Linked DNA regions of Mus musculus: regions 2 and 3 are each linked to region 1. A link is a contact called in public promoter capture Hi-C data. All regions are on one chromosome and are shown on one strand. The core of a region is the stretch at or near the end of the contact, and the rest is flanking DNA. Distances in the headings are between cores, read along the strand shown. Region 1 holds the start of Kcnq5 (potassium voltage-gated channel, subfamily Q, member 5). Region 2 holds the start of Lmbrd1 (LMBR1 domain containing 1). Region 3 holds the start of Tfap2b (transcription factor AP-2 beta).

Region 1 (4,911 bases), core at 2,343-4,842:
GATCACATTTTAGACCATTAAAATGTCATTATAATAATAATTATTTTTGCATATCTTAACAGAATATTCTCTTTACCTGAAGCATAATGAATGTTAAGCATACTTCTCTGGTTTCTTGGCTGTGGAAACCCTGGGCTAACCAAGTAAATTCATCCCTGAACTGCCTCATTAATCACACTGTGCTTGTTCTTGGCAAGGAGCTTAATACCCTACAAAAACTGTTATTAAAGTCAGATTTGAGGATTCCCAGGCTGGCAGAGCATTAGTTACTTATACCTCTATAGAATATATATTATATATATAATATATATATATATATATATTATACCTTTATATTATATATATTATATATTATATATTACACCTCTATATTATATATTATATATATTACACCTCTATAGAAATTATTTTCTTATCGTTTCCTGGAATGGTCTTATTGGACCTGCAGCTCAAAGTAACCTTGCTTTATTAATGTAATGTGTAAATTCCAGCTATTCAAAACCTCATTTAAACTCATAAGTAGTGATTACTCTCCACCTCCTCCATCCCCCCACACCCCCCCTGTCCTTCCCCCAGCCTCTGACTCTGTGCTATGTATCTTCAGCTGCTCCCTGCCTACAGACCTCAAGGCTCTTTGCTACATTATGAAGAACTTTACATAAGCAATACTGTGTTGGCAAGCACACAACTCATGTTCTATCCCTCACAGAATTCACTGATAAAACTAGTTAGCAAGAAAATTCTTAAACTAGAAACAAACAAACAAACAAAAATTATCAAAGTTTAAAAAACAAAAACAAAAACAGAAACACTGCTTTATCCACCAGGCATCAAAAAGAAAATGCTGCATTTTGAGAAATTTTCACTCCTGTTTGTAAACAATGCTTAGGAGACATCAATATGTGCAACAGTGTCAAGCTTCCTCTGAACCCATACCATGTACTTTACCCAAATAAAAAATACTATATTACATCATATTTAAAACTCAAAGCCATGAATATTTTGAGCATGTCTAAAAATATCATCATCCATACTGTGCACATTTACAGCAAATTAAGCCTCAGCATTCCTTTTTAAAAATGTATATTATAGTCTGACAGTCAAAATAATTTATTAGATCATTAAATACTAAATTAATTGTATATCAACCCAAGGAGATGAGCTTAACAAGTGTCATGGGTGTCTATCATTAATTACATTCAAATATTTATGACTCTTTCATCAGCAAAGGATAGACCTTATATTTTGAGTGTAATGACGCTAGACAGAATACAACATTCCCTATGTGTGCCTTGCAAACACATGAAGCTGGCTGGAATAGGTCACCTAAGCTTACATGCTCACAACAATCTGCAACTGTAAAAATTCCCAGACACTGGGGCCCCAGAGTGCAGACTCCACCAGTTTCCTGAGTTCTACCTGGTCACATTTCAGGTTCACCTATTTATAAAAGCAGCTCCTTCTCTCCTGATATTATGATTTTTTTTTTTTTAACTTTCCTGGGTTTGTGCCAATTCTTCATTCCACATAAGGGAGAAGTATAGGACGGCATGCCTCATTTCTGAAAGGTCTTTTTGGTCTGTTCCAAACATATCTTAACCAAGTAAGAAACAAGGAATCAATCAGTATGTGCCTGCAGCTTTCTCTGGAGGTCTTCTAAGGCTAATATGTTTGTACTTCATCTTAACATAAAGAAGGAGGGGGCAGAGACGGGGCAAGAAGAGGCGGGGCTTCCTCTAAAAAGATTAAATTAGACAGGGTGTATAGACATGAAAACAACCTTAAGTTGTCGTCCAGATTCACCTAACTCTAACAGGAGATTGAATGAATGGACGTCGGGCAAAACAGTAGTAAACTTCAAAGCCACGGAAAGCTTTCTAATGCCTAAGGGAAAAATAAACATTTGCTTCCAACCATTTTCTCATTTTCATTCTCGCATACTCTGCTAGATGGTGAGGGCTTAGTCAACACACACACACACACACACACACACACACACACACACACACACACACACACTTTATCTCGGCGCCATAAGTGTCAACTAAACACACTGCTTGCTTCAGGTCACAGCTGGCCCCTGTGCATTTCCACTACAGCACCTCTGGCCATGTTCCTGAACCCCAGTTCTCCACTTTCAGCTGGCACTGCCTGCCACAGAGCTTGGGTAGCCCTCTAGACTCTGACCACCTCTATGTGGCAATGACTACTACGTGCACTGACAGATTTTCCGTTGATGACAGCTGTGATGGTGGCCAGGCGTGTTTCCGGGCGCGCTTACAACCTAGTCTCTCTCTCTCTCCATCACGTAGCAGCTTCCTCTGCTTGACCCCAGAGCTGACTGTGGACCCACTCTTAACCTTCTCCTCGCCACTCCATCCCACCCGGTCATGCCCTCCCAGTCTCTCCAGTCTCGGGATGGTGCACAACCTCCCGGAGCTATCCCCAGCTCCTGGGCGCCCCACTCAGTTAACTTTCCGCATATCAGGACCTAATCGCTCCCGATTATCTGAGTCGCCTAAGTCCGGCTTCTGCCTTCAATCACCCAGGTACCTGGAACTGACCCGTTAGTCCCTTGGGTGCTTTGGGGCAAAAGGGCTCTATGTGAACCAGAGCGAGAGGTGGGACGAGAGAGATTGAGGGCTCCAGAGGGCCGATGGCAACACGTGCAAAGAAATAAAAACCACCACGTGTGTGTAGCTCTGCGTGTGAGCGCGCACGCGTTTCCGCGCCTAAGGCCAGGGCGCGGGCGCCAAGTGCGCCCCGGGGCTCCCCAACAGAGGGCATGGCTAGGGGCACACGGGGTCGGAAGTGGGGGCGCGGGTACTCACACGAACGCGTGGTAGACGAACGCCCAGCCGCGGGGTCGCTCCAGCACGTTGTACAGATAGTTCTGCACCCGCCGGTACTTGACGTTGCGCCGACAGCTCTGGCTGCTGGTGTAGGAGAGCGGCTTCCCCAGCAGGCTCATTCGGGCCCCCTGCTTGCCCCGGCGGCTCTCTCTCAAGCCGCCGCCGCCTCCGCCGAGCGCCGCCGCGCGGGTGCCGAGCAACAGCAGGCCGTCGCCCCTGGCGGCCGCCGAGTTCAGCAGCACCCTGCCGCGGCCGGACTCCACATCCTTCATGCCGCTGCCCGGGCGCCCCCCACCCGCGCCTGCCGCCGCCGCCGCGCCGCTCCTCACCCAGAGCCCGGCGGCACCGCCCTCCTCTCCTCCCGCGTGGTGGCGGGGCATGGCATCACCACGGGCACCGCGAGGGGGGCGCTGGCGCCTGCGGCGGGGGCAGCGGCTTCATGTGCGCGGGCAGGTCTGCAGGAGGAAACCCGCAGCCGACGGGGCGCCCCGGGGGGGCGGACTAGCCTAGAGTCGGGGCTCCGGGCGGGGGCGGCGGGGTGTGCGGAGCAGGCCCGGGGAGGTCCGGATTTCTGCCGCTTCCAATTCCAAATCCGGACCTGTTGGGGGCGTCACTTTGTGAGGTGTCCCTCGCTTTCCTTTAGTCTGGTGGCTGCCACTCCCTCCTCCCCGAGGAGTGTCGGCACACGGGACTGAGGGTGTGCGGGATGCCCGGAGGCACGCTCGCACGCGTGCACACCCAGCAGGGTTCGAGTCTGTCTGTCCCCTGCACCCCGGCAGAATACCGGCTTGACCCTAAGTCGGTCTCCCAGGATGAGTTTGGTTCGGTTCTTCCTGGGACTCGGAGCTGTCCGGAGGGCGAAGTCTGCCTCTTGAATAAACTGGACGAGCGGGTCTCTGGGCTTCTCCCGCTGCTATGCCGCGCCTGGTCCTGCCATCCTCGGGTGATGGGTGTGGGCAGGAAAGGTTCTGTCCTACCCTCCAGGTTTTGGCTAGCCTAGGAGCGAGCCAGCGGGGGCTAAGCTTCTGGCAGTGGCGCTTGGGTTCCCGCGCTGGGGACCAGCCCACCGCAGTTCAATGGACACACCCGGAGAGAGCCAGGCAGGGACCCAGCAGCTTCCCGCGACTCAATCCAGCCTGCAGGCTGTGACTTTCCATCCTAGCCTCAGACAACAAGCCTGCGAGTCGCAGAACATCCTTCCCATCCCCAGGGGTGGGGTGTGGGGAGGGCGTAAAACTCCAAAGTAGCTCCTTCGTGGTGAGGGAGCTCCTCCTGACAGAGCAGCCTGGGAAAAGGAGCCCACTTCTCTCCTTCCAGAAATTTCCATGTAAGTGAAAGAAAGTCATAAAACTGCTTAAATCTCCGCCGCGACTGTGGCGTCCCCAGGGAGTTCGAGAGGGATCATGGAGGATAGTGAGTCCAGGACCTGCCTCTCAGACAGGATGCTGTAACTTACAATGTTAGAGAAAAGGGAACCACTGACTGCATCCCCCACCACCTCTGGAAAATGGGCGCCCCAAAGCCCATCTCTTCTCTTGGATGAGAGTGAGATTATGGTGCTGCTGGCTCAGAACTCCGCCTTTCAAAAATATTGTTAGCAATTAAACAACAGATTCAGCGATGGGGAAACTGAGAGGACACCAGGATTGGGAACTCCTTCTAATAGAGCAGCCTTCCTCCCAAATATTTAAAAAAAAAAAAGTAATAATCGCCAAGTTCAACTGAACTATGCTTTCAACACAAAGTCATGGTAGTCAGTAGCAAAGTGGCCATCCCTGAGCCTTTTTTCACTTCCATGAATACCAGCCAACACTAAGGCAAAAATCTTATCTTGGTTGTCTCACCCATAGCAGATAATACTCTACCAACACACCCACACATACACCCCGTGCATACACCCACGCCCACAGACAGCTGCTTTCTACAGTCAGAACGTCAGCTAAGAGTTTTACTTTTATTTTTATCGTTATTGTTTTGTGAAGACCTCTTCCTGGTTCTTACTCAGCAAGACCTTGTTTCCCTTCAAACCTCTGGGCAGTAGGCACTACTAACCCCTAGC
Region 2 (4,810 bases), core at 1,928-4,427, 2.7 Mb after region 1:
CCAAGCTAGTTATACACCATCCTACTATGGAATCATTCTGTAAATTTAGCCTGCCTTTAAGAGAACAAGAGCCGGGCAGTGGTGGCGCACGCCTTTAATCCCAGCACTTGGGAGGCGGAGGCAGAGGCGGAGGCGGAGGCGGAGGCGGAGGCGGAGGCGGAGGCGGAGGCGGAGGCGGAGGCAGGTGGATTTCTGAGTTCGAGGCCAGCCTGGTCTACAGAGTGAGTTCCAGGGCAGCCAGGGCTAAACAGAGAAATCCTGTCTCAAAAAGAAAGGAGGGGGGAGGGGGGAGAGAGAAGCTTCAAACCAGCCTTACTTGCCTAGAATTTCCCATACAGTCAGCTTTACAACCTAATTCAGAGCTTTGAATTTAAATTATGCACTCTTCCATGCTGCTGACTGAGAGAAATGTATGCATATTTGTGTACACAGTTTTGGCAATCCTTTGCTAAAAAAATAACTAACGGATTAGAAGCAATCTCATATGACAGAAATCCATAGTCTGGATCTGAAACATGAGGCAAACACTTGAGTACTGAAGGAGATGGAATCCCCAGAATGCAGTGCTTTGGGGAGGTGGAAAGACCACAGAAAGTGGGTCCTAATGAAAATTAGGCCACCAAAGGCATGACCTTTGAGAGGTGTCTTAGTTAGAGTTTCATTGCTGTGAAGAGATACCGCAGCGACTCTTATAAAAAAAAACACTAAATTGGGGCTGGCTTCCAGTTTCAGAGGTTTAGCCCATTATCATCATGGTGGGAAGCATGGCAGTACGCAGGCAGAGATAATGCTGGAGGAGCTGAGGGTTTTACATCTTGATCCACGCAGGCAGCAAAATGAGACTGGGAGCCCCAGTGGGTGTAGCTTGAGCATAGGAGACCTCAAAGCCCCTCCCCCACACAATACATCACACTTCCTCCAACAAGGCTACACCTACTCCAACAAGGCCACACCTCCTAACAGTGTCACTCCCTATGGGCCCAGCAAGCATTCAAACACATGAGTTTATTGGAGCCATATCTATTTAAACCTGTGGGGAAAGCCTGCAAATGAAAGGGATAGTCTACCATGTCGGGTCGGGATAGCTCCTCTGATCTCCACACAAAATGGAAGACTTCCTTCACCAGCAAGGCTTCCCTTTCTGGAACCTTGTCTGAGGAATCCAGTTTCTCTCATCTTCTACCTCTCTCTCTCTCTCTCTCTCTCTCTCTCTTTCTCTCTGCTCATATATAGTCCTTCTCTGCCCTGAATAAAGTGTACGCATACAAGCCCTCCCTGAAGAAAGGTATGTACACAAGCTAAGATGGTCTAAGAGAGCTATTCATCAAAATCCTTGGAGAAGGCCTTCTCCCTGGCACCTGCTCACACTAGACTGGAGTCCTGTAGACCCCACTGGTTCCGAATGCTGCTTCATCCTTCAAACCTGGTGTGTATCAGCTGTGTCTGGATACTTTAGAGAGGAAACAGAGGAGGTAGAACTACAAAACCACCACAAGTGGACTCAGTCGCTTCCTCTATTTTTGTTCTTCAGCTGCCATGAGGTAAAGTTTTTCTCTACCACACAGTCTTACATAATATACCATGTAAGACACCATGAGTCAAAGCAATAGATTGGATAACCATGGGTTCTAACCTCTGAAATCATAAACCATAATAAGACTTATAAATTGATTATCTCAAGTACTTTCACTTAGTGATGGACAACTGCCTAATGGAAGAGGTCTCAAGGAACCTATTTGAAAATGGACATAATACTACGATATAGAGAAAGGTGTTGTCTGATTCATACCAATGTGGAATGGGATCTGAATCCTATGGAAATATGCAAAAGTAAGTTATTTGTTCCATGGCAGAATTAGGGAAATGCAGCTTCAGGAGGAACAGCTTGTGCTCACAAAATTACTGATTATGTGATCGTTTTCAAAGAGGATTTGGGCCATTGAAGACAACAGGGATGACTGGTCTCAGGTGGTTTTTGATATCTCCTCTAACCAGCAAGCCTACTACAGAAGGGTTAAAAGGCATTGGCTCAAGAAGTAAAGCACAAGCATGACTTGTTGGTGATGCACTTGGGGACACACATGAGATCTCAGAGACGGACACACACTTCCACCAGAGAGTTTCTGATGGGACCGGTTCATATAAAACACATTCTGTTTCCACTTTCTTCTCATTTCGACACTTCTACCCAACCCTTAACTACTGCAGACTTCCAGTCAGAAATAAGACCAAGGTGAGTAATAATATCACAGCAGAATAAACTATAGCGACGATGGAGTTCATCCATAAACTGTTTTGACTGCATCCTAAGTGTCTTAGTGTCCTAAGGATGGAAGTGTTTATTGGGTTCACAGTGCAAGGTTTCAGCGCATTGTTGTGGTGATGTTATAGACAGCAGGAACTAGAGGTGGCTACTCACATCCAAGGTCAAGCGCACACAGCAATGAGTTATGCACGCATGCTAAGTAAGTCTTCAGTTCTGGTCCAGGGATGTGGAAATGTTACCACCCACATTCAGGGTGGGGCTTCTCACCTCAGCCCAATTAAAGGAAAAAATCCCTCACAAGCCCACAGGACAATGTATTCGAGACAATTTGTCACTGAGTCTTCCGAGATGGTTCTGCATTGTATCAAGCCCACAGACAAACGTCCACAATCAAAACTAAATATCACGCCGGGGTTTGTTTATTCAATTTAAATACACACTAATACACCACGGGACCCAGGCAAGCATCCCAGGTTTTCCCTCAGCTTCACATAAGATTTACAACAATCTCTGTTTTGTTCACTTGAGCATATTATTAGCACCTACAGTTCATAGACTCGGACATTTTAATTGTATGAAACCATCATGGAAATTCACAGGTACGCGCAGATGGAAAAAACAAAACAAAACGAAACATCACGTGGTAGCACAGTGCCGTCAAGCAATGACGTGACCTGGTCATCAGCAAATTATAAAGTCATCTGGGCAGATGACATTCTTTTATTCTGAGTCATTCCTGCACCAGGATGACTTCTGATTGCATAATGGGATCAAAACCTTGTTTTTGGAAGCAATGAAAACCCGTAATGTCACTCTACATTCAGAGGCACAGACACAGCCCTGCCTCCGTAAAGCTCCTAGAGTGCCAGCAAGATCAAGTGGCACGCAGGCCGCGCGTGGGCGGGCAGCGTGGTGACGTCACGGTGCGTCGGGTGCGCCCCGCCTCGGCTCGGCTGGTCGCCAGGGGACGCTCGCGGGCCGGGTCTCCTTGGCAACCCTCCGCTCTGCCCCTCCGCCCCTTTAACCTTTAGGCTGCGCAGTTCCGGGTCCCTCTTCGTTCCGTCCCGTCCCGTCCCGTGCCTTCCCTCCCCACCCCTTTGGGCTTATCCGGACCGGAAGCGAAGATGGCGGCGGCGGCGGCCGAGCTGGTGATCGGCTGGTGCATCTTCGGCCTCTTGCTCCTGGTAGGGGAGGCGCTCCGAGTTCTCCCAGGGTGAGGGGGTGGGAGGAGGAGGAGGGCGGGCCAGCGCTGGCCTCGCCTGTCGGGGACCCTCCTCGCCCGCCCTGCTCTCTGCTGGGTCCGCGAGGGTCTCCGGAGGAAGGCGAAGAGGCGCTGATCCTCCGCGGTCTCCTTCCTAACTTCAGCCAGCTTCTGTCTCTTGTCTGAGAATGTAGCTGGCGGGTGAGTTTGGGGACGAGCGACCCTCGGGGTGGAGAAAGGCGTGATCACGGCTTGAATTGGAGTCCTCACCGCCTCTGGGCCAGGCTTCTGGGCTCTGACAGAATCAATTGTTTATTTGTTTAAATGCCTCCTTCCCCCCCCGCCCCCCCTTGTTTCCCCGCGCCCATTGTGCGATTCTGCCTTGATGACGTGAGTGTCACGTTCTAGGTATTACATTCCACTTAGAACGCTGTAGAGCCGCTTGGCCAGGCGGGAGGTTATTACCTGTCTGACCTCAGGTGCCTTCTTTTCCAGACTTCTCTGATCATTGGGTGCACAAAACCCAACTGTAGTGACTCAGAGTGACCTGGTTGTTACTTTCTGACTTCGTTTAGTTTGCTTCTCTTATGACATTTCATATTGTCAAATCCTTCCCCACTCTACAAAGACTTCAGTCCTATGGTCAGTTAGTGTTTGCATTTTGAAACTCGTCCGATGTGTTTCAGATTCCCTATACTGACCCTTGGGTAGTTTGTTCAGGTAGTCAAGTTTTTCAGTTTTTCATCAGGTAGCGCGCGCACGCGCGCACACACACACACACACAGAGATACAGACACACACACAGACACACACACGCACACGACACTTGCCTTGCATGTTCAGGAACCCTAAATTCAGTCTTAGTACTGGCATGCTCCCTTCACTTTAACAAATCCCATTGCCCTGGGCCATGCTTAGCTTGTGTCCTGGAGGGAGGCTATCTAGCCCTGTACTAGGAGAGAATTCACTGGCTTTCCCAGCCCATATGTTTAGTGAAAAATAAGCATGTTACCAGCAGGAACGTAGAGTTGGAGTATCTTGATTAATGAAAAAGCATTTAAAGCACAGTAGTTTTACTGTGGATACAGTAGTTTTATCTAGGAGGATACAAACAAAATAATAAGTGGCTTTTTAAGAGGGGGCTGATCATAAGTTAGGAAATAGAGATCTTAAGCATTGAAAGAGAAAATATGATTTTATAAGGGAAATAGGACTTGGGAGAGGATACTGTTGGAAGAAAGTGCCAGTGGAAAAGTAGCCTTTGGATAGTTTGTGGCCTTGAATCAGGAACAACCCGGCAGTAGAGAAGTACTGTTGCGAGGTGCAAAATGTGATTTACTAAA
Region 3 (4,677 bases), core at 1,461-3,960, 2.8 Mb before region 1:
TTTAGAGTATTTCTAAAGTTAATGGGTGTGGTAAGAGGTAGATGGTCAAAATACTCTTAGTCATAACATGGTTTTCAAGAACCAAGAGAGGGGAGGGATGCGTTTAAAAAAGAAAGAAAGAAAAGAAAGAAAAAGAAATTGAGCTGCTAGTTGTCGTTTGAATCTTCAAAATTCCTACAGAGGGCGGTGTTGCCTGTTCAATGAAGGAGGGAACGGTCCCTGGGAAAGATTTGTGGCGAAATAGCTGGGATTTTTCACAAAATGCCACATCGAAGAATTAACAAGGATTTCTATTATCAGTATGCATTTCTTCGGATAGTTACCCATGTATGTATGTATGTATGTTTGTATGTATGTATGTATGCACATATTTTAGGTTTGTTTTGTTTTAAATGAAGTCGGACTTATTTTTAATGTTTTGTAAAGTGCTTAGATAATTTTAACAAATACTAAGTACGTTTCTACATTATATATATATGTATATATAATATTAAGATTTTTAAAAACACAAGTGAAATTTTGAAATTCTACATAAATGAGGCTTCAAAACAGTCATGGTGGCACACTATATTACCTATTTAAATAGTTTTATGAGTAAAATTATATCATCAGTTTGATTCGGTTTTAGTAAATGTTAAAGTTTATCTCAGATTAACCAATGCTATGCTCCAACGTGATTTTAAAACATGAATACACGAACTTAGAGAATAATGAAAGCTTTTTCCAGATGCTGTTTGGTTTGGGTTAAGGTTATCTTTAGACAATTAAAACCTAGCAGTTAAAGATTTAAAAAAGAGGGATGTAAATTATCTTGTTAATAAGTTTGTGCCTGGGGAATTTTAATTTCCAAATCTATAACGTCTATCTTTCAAATTATCAAGTAGAGGATGACTTAGTGAAAGAGTGTGGAATCCACTTTAAGTCCTTCCACACAACGACATTAAGAGGAACGATTTCCTGTCTCCCAACCATCTCTGGTGGCGAAAGGGAGACATATCTGCTGACGCTGGAAGACTAGCCTTGTTCTGTGTAGTTTAAGAATATTTTCTTTTTAGTAGAGGGAAGAGGGGAAGGAAAGAAGAAGGAAGGGGGAAGGAAGGAAAGACTAGAAGGAGAAGATCTAAAGAGAAAGAAGGAAAGAAGGGAGGGAGGGAGGGAGAAGGGAAGGAGGGGTTAGAAGAAGGAGGAAAAGAAAAGGAAGAAAAGAAATCCAACAGGGAATAGAGAAAAAGATGTGTTTCTCAAGTTCTGCCTGAAGCACCCTGCATTTCCTTCATTTGACTTACAGTAAATTAATAATAATAACAGTAACAATAATAGATCTACAGGACTGTTCATTGCGAGGTAGGAGTCCTCAGCTTGGCTGTTAGGAACCGCTGTCTTCCTCCTAGTCTATCTGAAGCCTTCTCCTACTCACGGAGCCTCCGACCCTGCCGGAGCTCTAGAATGCACTGGAGTTTAAAGACAATCTCCCTTTACAGATTCACCCTCATCAGGTTTAATAACTTCCACCCCAAATTACCCCAACCCTCCTCATTCCCTCCTGTCATTTATTTTCTGCCCCAGGGGCCAAGATCTTCTTCAGTGCCTCCCTACTGACTCCAGGGAACCCTCCGAGAACCCAGAAAGGGTGGAAAGATGGGGAGGAGAGGGAGCTAGTGAATATAGAATTCCTCATGAAATTAAAAAAAAGAAAATCCTGTGCCTTACAGGGTGCCCACTTGAGGGTAGGTTAGTGGTTAAACTTTGTACTTGTTGTTATTTATGCTTTGAAAATATTTTTTAAAAAACTAAACTTCAAAAAGCACATATTCAAAAGAAAATCTACCCCAATGCAAAATGGCCAAACAATATTTGCTCTTGTACATCTTAAAACATTTCCCACTGTTTCCTTAAACAGTACAAAGCTTAAACCTTCTCAAAGATTTGGGTGTTCTTGTCTCAAGTCTATCAGATTAAAATCACAAATTACAGGCAATAAACCCAAATACAAAATGTTCTATACCCCTGTTAAAGGTCTCAAGATTAACATTGTGTGCTTTGTTGTTTCCAACATGTAAAGGAAGAGAAAAAACTTAATAAAATGGAGACTCCAGGCAAACAGAAAGACACCAAGGAACCACTAAAAATATAGAACAATCCCTAAAGCAACAAGCAATATAGATTGTAGGGTCCACAAGATATTCAAGTTTCCAAATGTGTTAGACACAATGAGCAAAATATCAGAAACCATTGTGGTAAATAGTGGTGTTATTCTTGTTCCACAATGATACTTTTATAAGGTTGCATCAATAGAGAAATATAACTCAAAGTCAAAAATCTAGTGGTGTTTTTTTAATGCTCCCCTAAATATACAAGAATAGGAAAACTGTCTTTAAAATCTCAGTAATGGTTCTCCTAAAAGAAAAAAAAAAAAAACTATGTAGAAAATTTGGGGACTGATGTGCGTGGTTTCTCATTGTCAATTATTAAAACACTTTAGTTAGTGGCTGCATTGATTCGCCATTTTCAAAACAGATTTTTAATGTATCTATTTATATTTCTCGTTTTGAACCACTATATTCCCTTTAAATGCACGGTTAGTCTGTGGATTCTGTGACCCAGAGGTGTTTATGTAACTAATGTGACTATCTGCGTGTAAATTCATGTTTATGATTTTTTATAATATATATGTGTGCATGTGCGTGTGTGTGTGTGTGCGCGCGCGCGCGCGCATGTGTGTGTGTGTGTGTGTGTGTGTGTGTGTGTGTGTGTGTATGCGTGCGCGTTGTATCTAAGTCCTGTGTGCAATAATGTTTTTCTGTCTGCTGAGGCTTACTTCTCCAGCCTATTGTTTGAGACAACAGATATAAGTTGCGATGGGAGAGGAGCGTCGGATTTGGTGTGTATCCCCCATTTCCAATTATAGATGGATCATTACAGACAGCGGAGTCCTGAGAAACCAGACATCTGCTCCTCACATGAATGCACTCACCTCCTAGAGACCAGGCTGCGATCATGCTCTGGAAACTCGTGGAGAATGTCAAGTACGAAGACATCTATGAGGTGAGCGGACACCCCAGATGCATTTTAGAGCTTTGGAGATAGAAAACTGGAGCTTCTTTGACACCCCAGCTGATATATTTTAAGCTATTTACTCGTAGATTTCTGATCGGGTTTCTGAGGTTTCTTTAAGTTTTCTAAGGCTGGCTCTGGGAGACTTTGCTCTCCAGAAAGGGAACTTTTAAGGTTGGAATGTGAGAAGTTTAATTTAGGAGCTATTTTCTTTTCCTTTTTGTTTTTCTTTCTCTCCGGCTCTCTCCTTCCCCTTGTAGACTCTGGTAGGTAACGTGGAGCCAGGAATTCAGGCAAACAGTGAGGGAAAAACAGTCTCTCCTCATTTTGAGTACGGGACAGAATCGGGTTTTTAAGCCTCACGCCGACTGGGACTTTAATTTTTGCTTTTTAAACTTTTAATATTTTTTTTTAAATCGGTAACCAACGTACGCAGGTAGAGGGTAGATATCTAGGGAGAGCGAGGGGAAAGGAGGGATGTATGAACAAATCCAGTACCGTATGGGAGAGAGCGCGGTTTGTTATTTTTGTTTTGTCGTATTTTGATTCTTTGCGGGTCAGTGGTTCCAAGCAGAGATGGCAGCCGCCAGCGTGTGGGCATTTTTAACGAAGCCTGCCCACACTTCGTGCTACCCGCTACCGGTCCCCAGGCAAGCGCATCCCTCCCGTGCTTTTCCCTCCGCCTTGTCGGACGCCACCGAGAGCTTCCGGAGTCCGCGTCGAGCGAGGCTGTCCGGCTGCCCTTCCAGCTGGCGGGCGAGGGGAAGCGGCCCGGCTGGGGACAGATGAGGGATCCCGCGCCACAACCCGGGAGCTGGGGAGCTGAGCTCAAGAGGAAAGGAAAGTAAGGCTCAAGGGGACGTCGAGAGAGGGAAGGCAGACTCCGAAGCTCCAAGATATCTGAGGATCGGGATTAAAAAAAAAAAAAAAAAAAAAAAGCGAAAGGGGTTTAGCGAAGAGGGAAGCAGAGGCGGGGGAAGAAAAGTTGGAAAGCTACCCGCAGCAGCACAGCAGCACGAGGCTGGGCCACCGGGCAGAGGTGGACAACCCAGACTCAGTAACCGGTTCTGAAAGAAATCTGAACCGTGAGCCTTGTAGGTGTTGGGACAGCACCGCGGTGTTAGCCTTGCTCAGCTAAGAAGAGTCCGGAGGCAGGCGCTAGCTCTGTCCCTACCGCTCTTAACTGGGTCCGGTGTGTGGCCGCGACTCCTCAGGTTTTCTGGGTAGAGCGGCTAGAGCCAGTGGCCAGGGTCCCCCAGATCTGCCATTCTTACGACCTCATTTAGAGGTAAATGAGAAAGTGAGAAAGGTAGAAGAAAAGGAAGTCAAGAAGAAAATGAGAGACAGGAAAGAGGAGGGAGAGAGAGAGAGAGAGAGAGAGAGAGAGAGAGAGAGAGAGAGAGAGAGAGAGAGAGAGTTCTTCTTTCTCGGGTGACCTCAGGTTTCGCCTTCCTCTTTGTGGTAGTGTACTGAGGAACCGCGCCTCCCCGCCTGGTGGGATTCAGCGTCCTTTTATTCCTAACAGGCGGGATTATGTTCAACTCCAGGGCGTTGAACTATCCTAAAGAGAACGTCGCCCATAGTAAACATAGCACTGGCGGAGCTAGAGCCGCGGTGGAAATA

What was found. Promoter capture Hi-C pulls out the DNA fragments that hold promoters and counts their contacts.
Region 2: a promoter capture Hi-C map of pre-B cells shows a contact between it and region 1, with 5 times the contacts expected there. The contact joins the promoter of Lmbrd1 here to the promoter of Kcnq5 in region 1. A contact is called at or near these places in 1 of 39 promoter capture datasets (pre-B cells) and 1 of 115 datasets of contacts at active chromatin or transcription factors (astrocytes).
Region 3: a promoter capture Hi-C map of embryonic stem cells shows a contact between it and region 1. The contact joins the promoter of Tfap2b here to the promoter of Kcnq5 in region 1. A contact is called at or near these places in 3 of 39 promoter capture datasets (cranial neural crest, embryonic stem cells and liver) and 1 of 484 Hi-C or Micro-C datasets (embryonic stem cells).

What each region holds. Positions count from the first base shown.
Region 1 is chr1:21,958,350-21,963,260 of GRCm38.p6, forward strand. It overlaps Kcnq5 (potassium voltage-gated channel, subfamily Q, member 5), which reads right to left and starts at 3,593. Exons shown (of 14, transcript NM_023872.3): 1 at 2,832-3,593. The coding sequence starts at 3,232.
Region 2 is chr1:24,675,367-24,680,176 of GRCm38.p6, forward strand. Lmbrd1 (LMBR1 domain containing 1) reads left to right here and starts at 3,178. Exons shown (of 16, transcript NM_026719.2): 1 at 3,178-3,450. The coding sequence starts at 3,391.
Region 3 is chr1:19,206,204-19,210,880 of GRCm38.p6, forward strand. It overlaps Tfap2b (transcription factor AP-2 beta), which reads left to right and starts at 2,711. Exons shown (of 7, transcript NM_009334.3): 1 at 2,711-3,045. The coding sequence starts at 2,965.